Linked DNA regions of Zea mays: regions 1, 2 and 4 are each linked to region 3. Evidence: chromatin contacts called from public Hi-C data. All regions are on one chromosome and are shown on one strand. The core of a region is the stretch at or near the end of the contact, and the rest is flanking DNA. Distances in the headings are between cores, read along the strand shown. Region 1 holds the start of LOC100284399. Region 2 holds the start of LOC103630809 (pentatricopeptide repeat-containing protein, mitochondrial-like). Region 3 holds the start of LOC100191302. Region 4 holds the start of LOC109939206 (probable methyltransferase PMT23).

Region 1 (2,859 bases), core at 302-2,801, 250 kb before region 3:
GAGATGCAGGAGTTTGTTCATTCGCTCTCTTACGTGTAAGTAGTAGTAGTAAAATGCTGTTTTGGCTGTGTGTGTGTGTGTGTGTTTTGTGCTTACGCTGCGTGTCCTGCTGTGCAGGTACCAGAGGAGCACGACAGCCATCTCAGTGGGTAGGCCGCTTGAATCTAAAGCCATCTTGTGCAGCACAGGGACAGCAGGTTGATTTTTTTCTAGTGTCTGTTTTTGTGTTTGCAGTTGCTCCAGTGTGCTACGCCCACCTCGCTGCAGCCCAGGTGAGCACGTTCCTGAGATTGGAGGAGATGTCAGACGCGTCCTCCAGCCAGGGAGGAGGGCATACCTCGGCTGGCAGTGCTCCTGTGCCGGAGCTGCCTCGCCTGCATGACAAAGTCAGGAGCTCCATGTTCTTCTGCTAGCTGATGTGCGTGCGCATCAGGATCGAGCTCCATGTTTTGTGTTAGTAAGGCCTAGTTAGTAAGGCTGTAGAAAGAATGTTTAATGTTTGCATGCTAAAGTCCAAACAATCAAAACCACTACTATATCTACCAGAGCACTGATCGATCAAACAACAAGAGTCAGCATCAATCAATCAAAACCACCACTATTCTATCTACCGATCAATCTACTCTATACCTGAAGCACTCACTCGCTCGCAAACAACCAAGGGATCATGGATCCTTGAGTAGCTCCATTGTCCAGTCCCTGACCTTGACGAAGCATTTCATGGACAGCCTCTCGTACGCCATCTCGTACATCCGGAGGTTCATGTAGGCGAAGCTCAAGTAGGTGGCGATGCACTCTTGGTGCCTGTGGTACAGCGCCGGGATGGTCAGAGCGGCCACCACACTTGCGTAGCAGGCGGTCGGGAAATCTGTAACGCTGCCGACGATGGACACGCTCCACAGGCAGAGGAAGGCTCTGTAGAAGAGCAGCGAGTCCCTGCCCAGAGCGATGTCCCGGAAAGCGTCCGAGGCGGCGTCCAGAGCAGAGCGCAGCAGCGCCGCCGCCTCGTCCACGGCCTGCTGCGGAACGCGCAGCTCCGGGACGGGAGGCTGCGGCCTGTTCAGGAGGCGCGCCGCTTTGGCCCACAGGAAGAGCACGGTGAGGAGCAGGAGCAGCACGTTGGAGGCGAGGGACACCAAGGTGTAGCCGCCGTACAAGAGCAGCCAGGAGGAGACGGTGCCCGCCAGCAGGCAGGCGCTCACGTCGGCGCGGCCCCGGCGCCACAGCAGCACGTCCCAGACTGCTGCAGCAATCCGATCCGATTCCGATCCAGATATATTAGTTAGTAGATCCAATCTCGGGCGGCCAATCCGTAATAATAATTGGCTGAGAGAAAAGGTGGGAGAGAGTACCGAATCCTCCGACGGCACATGTCCCGGCGCCGCCGCCGCCGCCGCCAACACCAACACCAGCATCCACCACCATCGTCGTAGTTAATACTAAGGGAAGGGAACTAGAGAAGGAAGGGAGGGGCCGATGCAACGGAAGAAATGGATGGAATTCGACCAACAGCTAGCTAGAGCGAAGCAGAACCCAATCCCAATCAAAACCCGAGAACGAACCTGCTTTTACTTTCCCAACCAGACGGTGGCTGGCTTGGAATCCCACTATCCCTCATTCCCTCTACCAACAGGGCACCGGCCTGGCCTCCCTCCCCAATCATCCAACCACCACCTTTTTTTTTCTTCCTTTTGCTGTGTTTTCTTACAAACTTAAATCTACTCGAATATTGATTCAAGATATTATGGAGAGTAATTGAATATTTCGATGAATCACGTCATGTATATATTTCTTAATTACAAACTTCTATCACTATCAAATAAAGTAAACATAATGCTATTTGCAATAATATATACTATGTAAACATGACTAAATCAAAATAAATGTTTAATTTAATAGTTACCAAGTTTGCAAGAAAACATTTCCTTCCAAAGCACATATCATGATGCTGGCAATTTAGTTTTATCAGCTATAATAATATCATTGACAACACATTTTGTAAGTCCACATTCTAAATAAATTCTGTACATTATAACTAAAACATTATATCATATCAGCATAAAAAATAAATTAAGTATTCTATGTTTCTATAAAACAATAAACCATGCATTGTACGGTGACTGCGTCTAGGGAAAATTATACCGCATGCTAGCAAAACGTCCTCCAGTATTTCATTAGACACATTGGTGTCAACCTAATATCCTATTTGTTGTCGTTCCAACTAACCCCCTCTTATAGTGCTACAACACTATCATCTATGTGTGATGGTTTTACTCGTGATACCTCACTTACAGGTGAAAATAAGACCCTCAAAAAGGAGGCGAATGAGCTCATTCACGTCTTAATTAAAGCCTACAGTGGTGAGGCTCACTTGCTTAAATGCTTGGATAGTCAAAGATTCTAGGTATTAGACTAAGTAACTATTCTGTTTTGCTACAAATGTATTAGACTAATGCTGAAGGGCAAATGCCGAAGGTAGGTTTCGACCAGGGCGCGCACCAAGACTTTGGTGATCATTGTGAACATGCTTCGGACGAAGCTAATTCCGAAGGTCCTATGGGCGACGACAAACTAAGTCGAGAGGAGGAGAAGGATGACTTTACCCTTGACATGTACATTAGAATGAATGTATAGGAATTAAGGATATAATTGTAATTTTACTTGAGCTATGTCTCGAGTTTATAAATAGAGAAACAGTGTCATGCACTGTTCATCTTTTTTGGGGGGAGAATACTCCCATTTATTTAGCTTCCGAAGTTACCTTCGAGATCTTATTCGTGTAAAGCCAAAGGTATGCTTGTAATTGTTTATCACATTGCCAGGAATGGAATTTGAGATGAATATGCATATAAGTTAGAG
Region 2 (2,790 bases), core at 170-2,669, 170 kb after region 3:
GTATTCTGGGAGGCGGTGGCCGATTGGCCCATCGGCGAAGGTGTGGTTGGCAGGCGGCCGCCAGAGTTTCTCTCCATGAACTTGTTGGCGCGATTAAGCTCCAGCGCGATGTTGTCGAGGCGTTTGTCGACCTCGGGACGCCAACCCTCAATCTGAGCCTGATCCGTCTCGAGAGAGATGAATCGCGCCTTGGCCTTCTGCTCAGCATCGGCGAGACGCTGCTCGAGTTTCTGTTAGCAGGCCGCCGCCCAAACGCCGACGAAGATGGAGGGATGAGGCCCGGCTTGGCGCCGTCAACCGCCAGAGTTTCTGTTAGCATCACAGATGCTCTTAGAGAGAAATAGCAAGTAGAGAGAGAGTAGAGAGAAAGCTAGTAGTAAACTGGAGAGACGAGGTAAGGGAGGATAGTGTTTGTTTTCTGATAATTGGTAATTGATATCCTCTTAGCCTATACAACTGTTCTTTTATAGCCGCAGAAACCCACTTGTCCTCTGGCAATGGCCCCACATGGCAGCCACTCCTAACAGTTTCGCGCTCCATGAACTTGTTGGCGCGATTAAGCTCCAGCGCGATGTTGTCGAGGCGTTTGTCGACCTCGGGACGCCAACCCTCAATCTGAGCCTGATCCGTCTCGAGAGAGATGAATCGCGCCTCGGCCTTCTGCTCAGCATCGGCGAGACGCTGCTCGAGTTCGCCGCAGCGTCCTATGAGCGCGTCCGTCAGACGCTGCTCCATTTGGCTAAGCCGCCCGTCCATTTGGCCGAGCTGATCCAACACCCGCTGCTGACGTCGTGGAGCGTGGGCGACGGCCAGGAATGGGAGGAAGATTCTCCAAGGTCGAACTCGTCTGATACCAGATTGTTAACGGAAGGAGAATCAGAAACGAGGATCAGAGGAGACAGAGGAATATTATGTATGCCTTCTCTTCGTTACCCTGCCTAGCCCTTGCGTATAGCAGTTTGTGACCAAAAACCTATGAGCGGCCCATATTAGCAGAGGCCCCAACGGTTTGGACTTGAGTAGGATGAAAAAAGACATCCAACCTTGGCAAGAACGACGTTCAGCAGAATATATGACCCATGCTCCTTTAGGCTCTTTAAATTCCGTGGGTGGCGTAGCTACCGAGATCAATGCTGTTAATTATGTCTCTCCTAGAAGTTGGTTAGCGACCTCCCATTTTGTTCTAGGATTCTTCTTTTTTGTGGGCCATTTGTGGCATGCAGGAGGAGCCCGAGCTGCTGCAGCAGCCTTTTGAAAAGGGAATTGATCGCGATTTAGAACCTGTTCTTTATATAACCCCTCTTAACTAAGATTTTTTATTTATACCTGTTCTAGTTTTTTTCTGTTCTGGCTCAGTTATTCCATCTAGCCCAGTATACTTCGTATTGAGTCGGTCCAGGGCGGGGCGAGGAGCGGCGTCGGTGGGGGTGGTTGTAGGGCGGCTGCCGCGGCCGTCAACGCGCATGACCTCGCCGGCGTCGATTGTAATCTTTTGTGCTCCGTACAGAGTATTTGAGGCCGCCGACTCGTAAGTGTCGGCCCAAGCCCACTTTCAATCAGCAGCTTTGCTTTCTCAGATCCCCTTATCCTCACTTCTTGCGCAGCAAATCAAATCCTCTTGCTTTTTTTTCCATTTCCCCTCCAATGACCGCGCAAGCTATCTCCCTCTCGCTGCCGACGCCGCCCACCCACCACCACCATCATGCCAAACCTCCACCCCCGCCTCGGCTCCTGCTCAAAGCCAGCTCGCTCCCGGAAGCGCTGCGAGGCGTGGAGACATTCCGCGACGGGCGGCTCCTGGTCTCCCTCCTGCGGCAGTGTGCAGATGTCCCCCACGGGGACGAAGACACCGAGCGCCTCTCCGCGGCGCGTCACCTCGCTCCACAGCTGCACTCGCTGGCCGTCCGTGCGGGCCGCGCCCGGGACCCGCGCGTCGCGTGCGCGCTCGCCGACCTCCTCGCGCGCCTGGGCCGCTGGGCCTCGGCCCGGCGCTTGCTCCAGGAAGCGACGGCAGCAGAGGAGGAGGGGAAGGAAGAGGGAGACGAGGAAGTGGATACGATGCTGTGGAACAAGCGCGTGGCCATGCTCGCTGAGGCGGAGGAGTGGGGCGACGCGATCGCCGCGTTCGCGGAGATGCGGGCGCGCGGGGTGGCTCCCGACGGGTACGCGTGCGCGCGGGCGCTCCACGCGTGCGGCCGCGCGGGGGCGCCCCGCGAGGGGCAGGCCGTGCACGCGCACGCCGCCAAGGCGGGCCATGTCGCCGCACACCCGCTCGTGCCGGGCTTCCTTGCCGGCATGTACGCCGAGAGCGCGGACGTGGGCGCGGCCAGGCGGGTGCTCGAGACGGAGGACGCGCCGCCCGTCGCGTGGAACGTCGTCGTTGCCTGCTGCGCGCGCCTCGGGCTCGTTGACGACGCGCTGGACCTCGCGGAGCGCATGGCGAGGTCGGGGCCGGTGGAGGCCAGCCCCAGCCTCGCGACGTGGAACGCCGTGCTGTCGGGCTGCGCGCGGCACGGGCGCGACCGGGAGGCGTTCGGCGTGGTTCGGAGCATGCTGGAGCGAGGGATACCACCGGACTCCAGCTCCATGTCGAGCCTGCTCAAGTCTGTGGCCAGCTTGGGGCTGCTTGCGCATGGCATGGAAGCCCATTGCTTCTTCCTCAGGCACCGGCTCGAGCCGGACGTGTACACTGGGACGGCGTTCGTTGACATGTACGCCAAGTGTGGCCGCCTGGAATACGCCCAGAAGGTGTTCGACACGCTGGAGCTTAGGAATATCACCACATGGAAC
Region 3 (2,781 bases), core at 41-2,540:
TCAAGTCACCATAGTCTTGTACCAATAAAGTGTATTAAATAAAGTAAACGCTGGTAGGCCTTCAGTGTTGGTGATGTAGATGATGGCAGGGATGACAAATGACAACAGGAAGAACAGTATACTACTCAAAAAAGCTGAATATATCTAAACTAATACCAATTAGTTAAGGTGGCTGGATAGAGACATCAACAGCAAAATTCTGATGCATGAAGTCAGTGGCGAATCGTTCCTTTTCAGGTGGATCTGTTGGTTATTACAGAGCACTGACCAAACCAGAAAGATAGGTCATTATGTCACAGATTTACAATTTCCTTCGCAGAAGCAAATTCATCCCCTGGTCAGGGGACTCTGTGCAGAACACTGGACGCATCGCCTAGCAATTTATTTAACAGCAATATTGAGAAGGAACAAAACGCACAATTAAAAAGGTGAAAAGGGGACCAATATGGCAACTGGCAAAGACGCATATGCATTATTTTTTGGGGAATGGAATCCTGTCCAGAGAATTAATAATAGATCAACCAAAACTGGAGCATCCCCTGGCAAATGGTTTGAATCAGTGGAGAAGAATCTCGCCCAGTGTCGAGGTATTTCCTCATGTGGCTTCTCAGCGAATCAAACCAAGGGACCAGTCAACGGACCGAGATCTGAGTGGTGGCTCGCGTGCAGGGTTTAAGACCGGTGCGAATCCAACCCAGATCACACGGGCGGCGCCCAACGATCGGGCATAAAGCTGAGAGAAGCCAGGCCAAGCACGCACACCCCGTGCCAAGCATCACGGAAACCCCCAATTCCCTGTACCAGGAGCCTGAGAACACCTACACGGATCGAAACTCTGGGTAGCCTACGACAACAAAATCCCCAGGAAGCCGAACCCAATCAGGGTAGACCAACGGAGTGGCAGACGCACGTGAGGACAAATCGAAGCCCAGGAGGTCTGGAGGAGCGGGACGGTGACGACTGACGACGAGAGACAGAGGATCGGGGCAGGGGTGGAGGCGAGCCAAGAGAAGGGGACTCACACTCCGCCTGCTACGCCGCCGGCGACGAGCGACTTGCAGATGGTGAGGATCTGGTGGCCGGGCGCCTTGACGCCCTCGCGCGCGAGCTTGGCCTCCTCCGCCAGGTTGACGATGGTGGTGACGGCCGTGTCGCCCCTGCTCTTGCCCACCACGTCCTCCGATGCCATATCCCCCCGCCCGCGCTGCCCAGGAGGAGGTTGGCGGAGGACGCCAAGTCGGGCCGGGGTTTTGGCGGCGGTGGCGGCGGGAGGGGGTGGGAGCGCGTTCGTGCGTGCGTGTGCGGTGTGGAGGAGCGACAAGGGGGAGGCGGGTGAATAAAAAGCAACTGCTGGGGCGGGGGTTTGATCACGGACGCGATTAGCCCTCCCTGCTTTAGCGCCGGAAAACGCTAGTACGTGTGCACGCCAGCGGGGTCACGGAAAGAGTGATGATAGTAAGGTGGGGCCGGCGTACAGCGAGACGGGACCAGGGTGGAGTGATTCGTGGGGGTGAGCCGGAGCGAGGAGAGGGGCCCGTACGTCAGTGGCACGCGTGGATTAGCGAGGGCGTCATCAGGAGGTTAACGGAAACCTAGATCCGTCAGGGGCAGGGACGGCGGCGTGGCTCCGCCGGGCCTGCTGGGCTCTTCTCACTCATCGATGGTGATGCCGGCCCTCTCCGCGTTCTTTTTGTTGAGAAACGCTAACGAAGGATTACGTGGTCAAATATTAAATATGGCTATGAGCCTATCACATCTCTACTACTTATTAAAGCATCTCCAACAATATCTCAAACTAGTGCCTCAAATTGAAATATGAGGCTCTACACAGGAAAAACTACTCCAACAGTGCCCTATTTCATAAATTTTTGTCAAAAAAATATAGGGCACCCTCTCAAGTGACTCAAATATACTACACTGTAGTGGGCTGCCCTATAATCTAGATTTGGGGCTTTACTGTTGGAGCGAGATATTTTGTTGGTGCCCTAAATTCTATAAAATATACTTATTTTCAAATTATAGGGCATTTTTATATGTCACGTTGTTGGAGATGCTCTTAAGGCAGTAATGGGTAGGCTGTGATTCCGTGTTCTGCTATTCTCATTCCCCCCTCATTCTCCCCTCTCCGCAAAGTCCATTATCATTCCCGGCTATCATTCCGTGTTCTGTCATTCTCATTATCCCTCTCCACACTGTCTTTCTCATTCTCCCCTCCCCGCAAATCTCATTCACATTCCTACGTGCATCCACGCCTAGCTAAAATTAAATTAAAAAAACACGCAAAGCCCATTCCCAGTTGTCATTCTGTGTTCTGCCATTCTCATTACCCCCTCCCCACACTGTCTTTCTCATTCCCCTCTCCCCGCAAATCTCATTCTCATTCCTACGTGCATCGACCTCTCAAGCAAATGTGCTCGTAGCTACCACTACACCACATGTGTGTTTATGTCAATATCTGTTACAGTAAAAATATCTACTACATCTCTCACAAAGCTCACATGTGTTTATGTCAATTTCTTTTGTTTGAATAATGTTTTCAACTTAAATTCTTTTTTATATGTGTGACATTTATTCTCCGTAATATTTTTTCCATGGATCTGACTTGTGAGTCATTTTCATAAACCAACGCCAAAGATGAATCCATGTTTCTTACTTGGAAACCCCGAACAAACACCACTGGCAGGAGGCGCTCGCGTTGGCGTCGCTCATCGACGATGAGAAGAAGCTTTGCGACTGACAGTTCGACCTCTGGAAGCAGTACTACGTGGCCACATGTGTTGC
Region 4 (2,928 bases), core at 281-2,780, 180 kb before region 3:
TACAGCTTCCGTGTGGCCTGCAGAAAGAGAAGATTGTGAATAGACCATTCAAGGAGAAACATATTGTTTGGTTGCATGCAGCAACCGGCCAAAATTAAAATGCAGCTCGCCCAACCTATTGCAAGTTGCGGCGCTTAAATTCTGCACCAAACTTTTGGGAAGGAGTGGCAGCTAAAAACACACAAAAGATGCCAAAGTTTCCACTAAGTGGTGGCTAAACATGCCAAAGGTTAGGGCAAGGCCGAGCTGTGGCATGTTGTGGTCGGCAACCAAAAACGCCCAAAAGAAATGTAAGAGTAGAACAAGATATTATTGAATTAACTGGATGTGACAAGCAAATGAATAATTGGGCGCCAAAATAATAGCTAGGAGGGATAATTAACAGAACAACAGGTCGCTAGACATACCAGCAATCGTGGCAGAGCATCGGTTGACCGGCCTGATCCGGAAAAGTGCTTGTGGTTGGCATACTATGCGCAGAGTAACCTCAACATTGGCTAGAGTTTAAGAAGGAAAAAAAAAGAAAGAGATGGAAATAGGAATTAGATGGCAGCACAGACGACACGGTTCACCTTTCATCAAAAATCAGGAGACGAAAGGGAAATGCGCAGCGCAGTAGATGAACTGCTGAGTGATCTCATCTCACCGTTCTTCTGCCGCATGTAAGCACCCAGGTGGACAGAGAGCTCCTCGTCTCCAACGTAGAATGCATAGGGCAACTTCTCCTCCTGAATGAATAGAATGCACGAGTGAGTTAACAATAGGAGGATGGAAAGGTAAGGTTGAGGGAAGCAAGATAAGATGAAAGAATTGGATAGATGGGAAAGAAAACAATTAGAGCACAGTAATACATTGTGGAGGAGCTGATTGACAATCTCCTGGAGCTGCGGGGGCCCGACGTTCTGGGGCAGATAGAGCGCAGAGCCTAGAGGGTCTCCCTCGGGGCTCAGCAGCTGGCACATGACGCTGGCGCTGGCATCGATATCCATCCGACGAAATTTAGCCGAACCCGAAGCAAAATCTAAGATTAAGCTAGCGCAACAAGGGGATTAGCAACTGTTATGCTCTGAATAGAAGCGTGGGAAGAGAAGAAACCGATGCAAGTGAGCGAGCGTACCAGTAGAACAGGAAGAGGGCGGCGGCGGCGGTGCAAGCAGCTTCTGCTGATGAACCCTGTGAACAAGTTGTCAATAAGTAAGAAGAGAAAAAAGAAACTAAATAAGCAATTTGAACTCGAGCTCTGTTTTGAAACACGAGGGAACTGGCAGAGAGGGTCTCGTCTCTCGTGGAGCGCATTGGAAGCAGCAGCCAACAGACACAAAATCCTCCACCGTTTACATGGAGAAACACGAACGGCGGTGACCGGTGGATACAGATCAGCGTCTGCAGCCAGCAGCACCCCTGCCGAAGCCGCGGAGCACTGGGTACGTACGGGGACTCCGGTAGCAGACTAGACCTCATCTCTTGTTTCTTTCTGCGCCAGACCGATAAACGGAATAACAAGAAGAAGAGCACGAACGAAGGGAAGGATGGAGAAGCTCCTGTTTTTCCGCCGCCGCCGCAAGGAAGGAACGGAATCGGTGCCAGAGTTGCAACGCATGCACGCACAAGTAGCATCCGCGGGCATCCCTAGAGCCAAGGCGTTTCCCTCCATCGAATTTTCAGCGCCGAATCCAGCGATAAAGAGAGGAGGAGGCGCCAGCACAGGAAGGAAGGAAAAGGAGGAGAAAGCGAGGAGGAGGCGTAGCTCACCTGCGGCAGCGGGGCTGGGGAGACGAGGATGCCCGGACGGATGTGGCGGCCGCGCGCGGGACGGGACAGGGATGGGGGGTGGCGGCGGCGGCGTCTGGTGAAAGGTGTTGGTGGTGTGCGGCTGCGCGCAGGGAGGGGGGAGATGGGAATGGAGCACGCGAAGTGAGGGGGCAACCGGCGGCGCAGCGCAGGCGGCTTATAATTATGAAAATCTGTACTACATTAAGACCCGTCTGTAGACCGCCCCCACCCCGGATAACCTCGCCTCGCCCCGGATAACCTCGCCTCGCCCCGCCCCCTCCGCAAAGCTCGCCGACAACCACACCCGCACGCCCCGAACGCCCGCAATTCGCGCCATCCCGCCTCCATCCCCCCGGCAACCGTTTTCGTCGCGGCCCCACCCGACCTCCGTCTTCGTCGCGGCCGCGTTGCGCCGCACGCCTACGCTCGCCCTCCGCCCACCCCCGCCGCAAAGGTCGCCGAAAACCCCGCCCGCACACCTATACACCGCACGCGATTCGCGCCATCCCGCCTCCATCCCGCCGCCAACCGCAAACGCGTGATCCACGGGCGCCGCGATTCGCGCCAGGATTTGGTACAACAACGTCCCTCACCCAAAGCTGGTGGAGTATAAGAAAGATCAGAACTGGGTTACAAGATTTGGTGATTATCTTGTTTTTCCTGGAGGTGGAACTCAATTCAAAGATGGCGTGGGAAGATACATTCAGTTTGTTGAACAGGTAAACATTCAGTTTGTTGGGACAGCTTAACTCTGCAGAGGAATTTTGTTAAGTACTTTGATAGACAAGTGAGTTGCACGCATCGTGTGAATTGAGATGTTTCTATTGTGTGTTTCCTTTGATAAATTTCACAGCCTTGCTCGCTGCTCAGTTTGTTCAATGTCATTTGAGTCTTTGCTGGTCAGGTTTGAACATAAAGGCCTTGCTTGAGTTGCTAAATATAATCTCGTATGCTGGGGTTTAGTCATTCTATACTCGAGTAGATAAGTTTTGTAACAACTTGCTGTTTTGTTATTTCCTTGTGACCTAATGTTGATAATTTCATCTTTAGATTATGCCAACCATACAATGGGGAAGGCGCACAAGAACTGTCTTGGATGTTGGATGTGGTGTTGCCAGCTTTGGTGGATACCTGCTTGACAGGAATGCCATTACT

The links. A called contact is a pair of places that touch in the nucleus more often than the background predicts.
Region 1: a contact with region 3 is called in a Hi-C map of endosperm, with 1.8 times the contacts expected there. The contact joins the promoter of LOC100284399 here to the promoter of LOC100191302 in region 3. A contact is called at or near these places in 4 of 25 Hi-C or Micro-C datasets (ear, endosperm, leaf and 1 more).
Region 2: a Hi-C map of leaf shows a contact between it and region 3, with 5 times the contacts expected there. The contact joins the promoter of LOC103630809 here to the promoter of LOC100191302 in region 3. A contact is called at or near these places in 2 of 25 Hi-C or Micro-C datasets (leaf and leaf mesophyll).
Region 4: a contact with region 3 is called in a Hi-C map of leaf, with 4 times the contacts expected there. The contact joins the promoter of LOC109939206 here to the promoter of LOC100191302 in region 3. A contact is called at or near these places in 6 of 25 Hi-C or Micro-C datasets (ear, endosperm, leaf and 1 more).

Annotation. Positions count from the first base shown.
Region 1 is chr6:179,988,121-179,990,979 of Zm-B73-REFERENCE-NAM-5.0, reverse strand. LOC100284399 reads right to left here and starts at 1,551. Exons shown (of 2, transcript NM_001371990.1): 1 at 1,353-1,551; 2 at 482-1,243. The coding sequence starts at 1,425. The coding sequence ends at 666. It overlaps LOC100383316 (argonaute104), which reads left to right. Exons shown (of 23, transcript NM_001361992.1): 21 at 1-35; 22 at 118-149; 23 at 235-544. The coding sequence ends at 413.
Region 2 is chr6:179,564,890-179,567,679 of Zm-B73-REFERENCE-NAM-5.0, reverse strand. LOC103630809 (pentatricopeptide repeat-containing protein, mitochondrial-like) reads left to right here and starts at 1,419. Exons shown (of 1, transcript XM_008651872.3): 1 at 1,419-2,790. The coding sequence starts at 1,645.
Region 3 is chr6:179,738,596-179,741,376 of Zm-B73-REFERENCE-NAM-5.0, reverse strand. It overlaps LOC100191302, which reads right to left and starts at 1,290. Exons shown (of 8, transcript NM_001136736.1): 1 at 1,023-1,290. The coding sequence starts at 1,189.
Region 4 is chr6:179,914,445-179,917,372 of Zm-B73-REFERENCE-NAM-5.0, reverse strand. It overlaps LOC109939206 (probable methyltransferase PMT23), which reads left to right and starts at 1,530. Exons shown (of 10, transcript XM_023300431.1): 1 at 1,530-1,849; 2 at 2,318-2,492; 3 at 2,824-2,928. The coding sequence starts at 1,530. It overlaps LOC100282591, which reads right to left and starts at 1,803. Exons shown (of 14, transcript NM_001291802.1): 1 at 1,753-1,803; 2 at 1,118-1,173; 3 at 852-1,032; 4 at 647-728; 5 at 408-497; 6 at 1-17. The coding sequence starts at 989.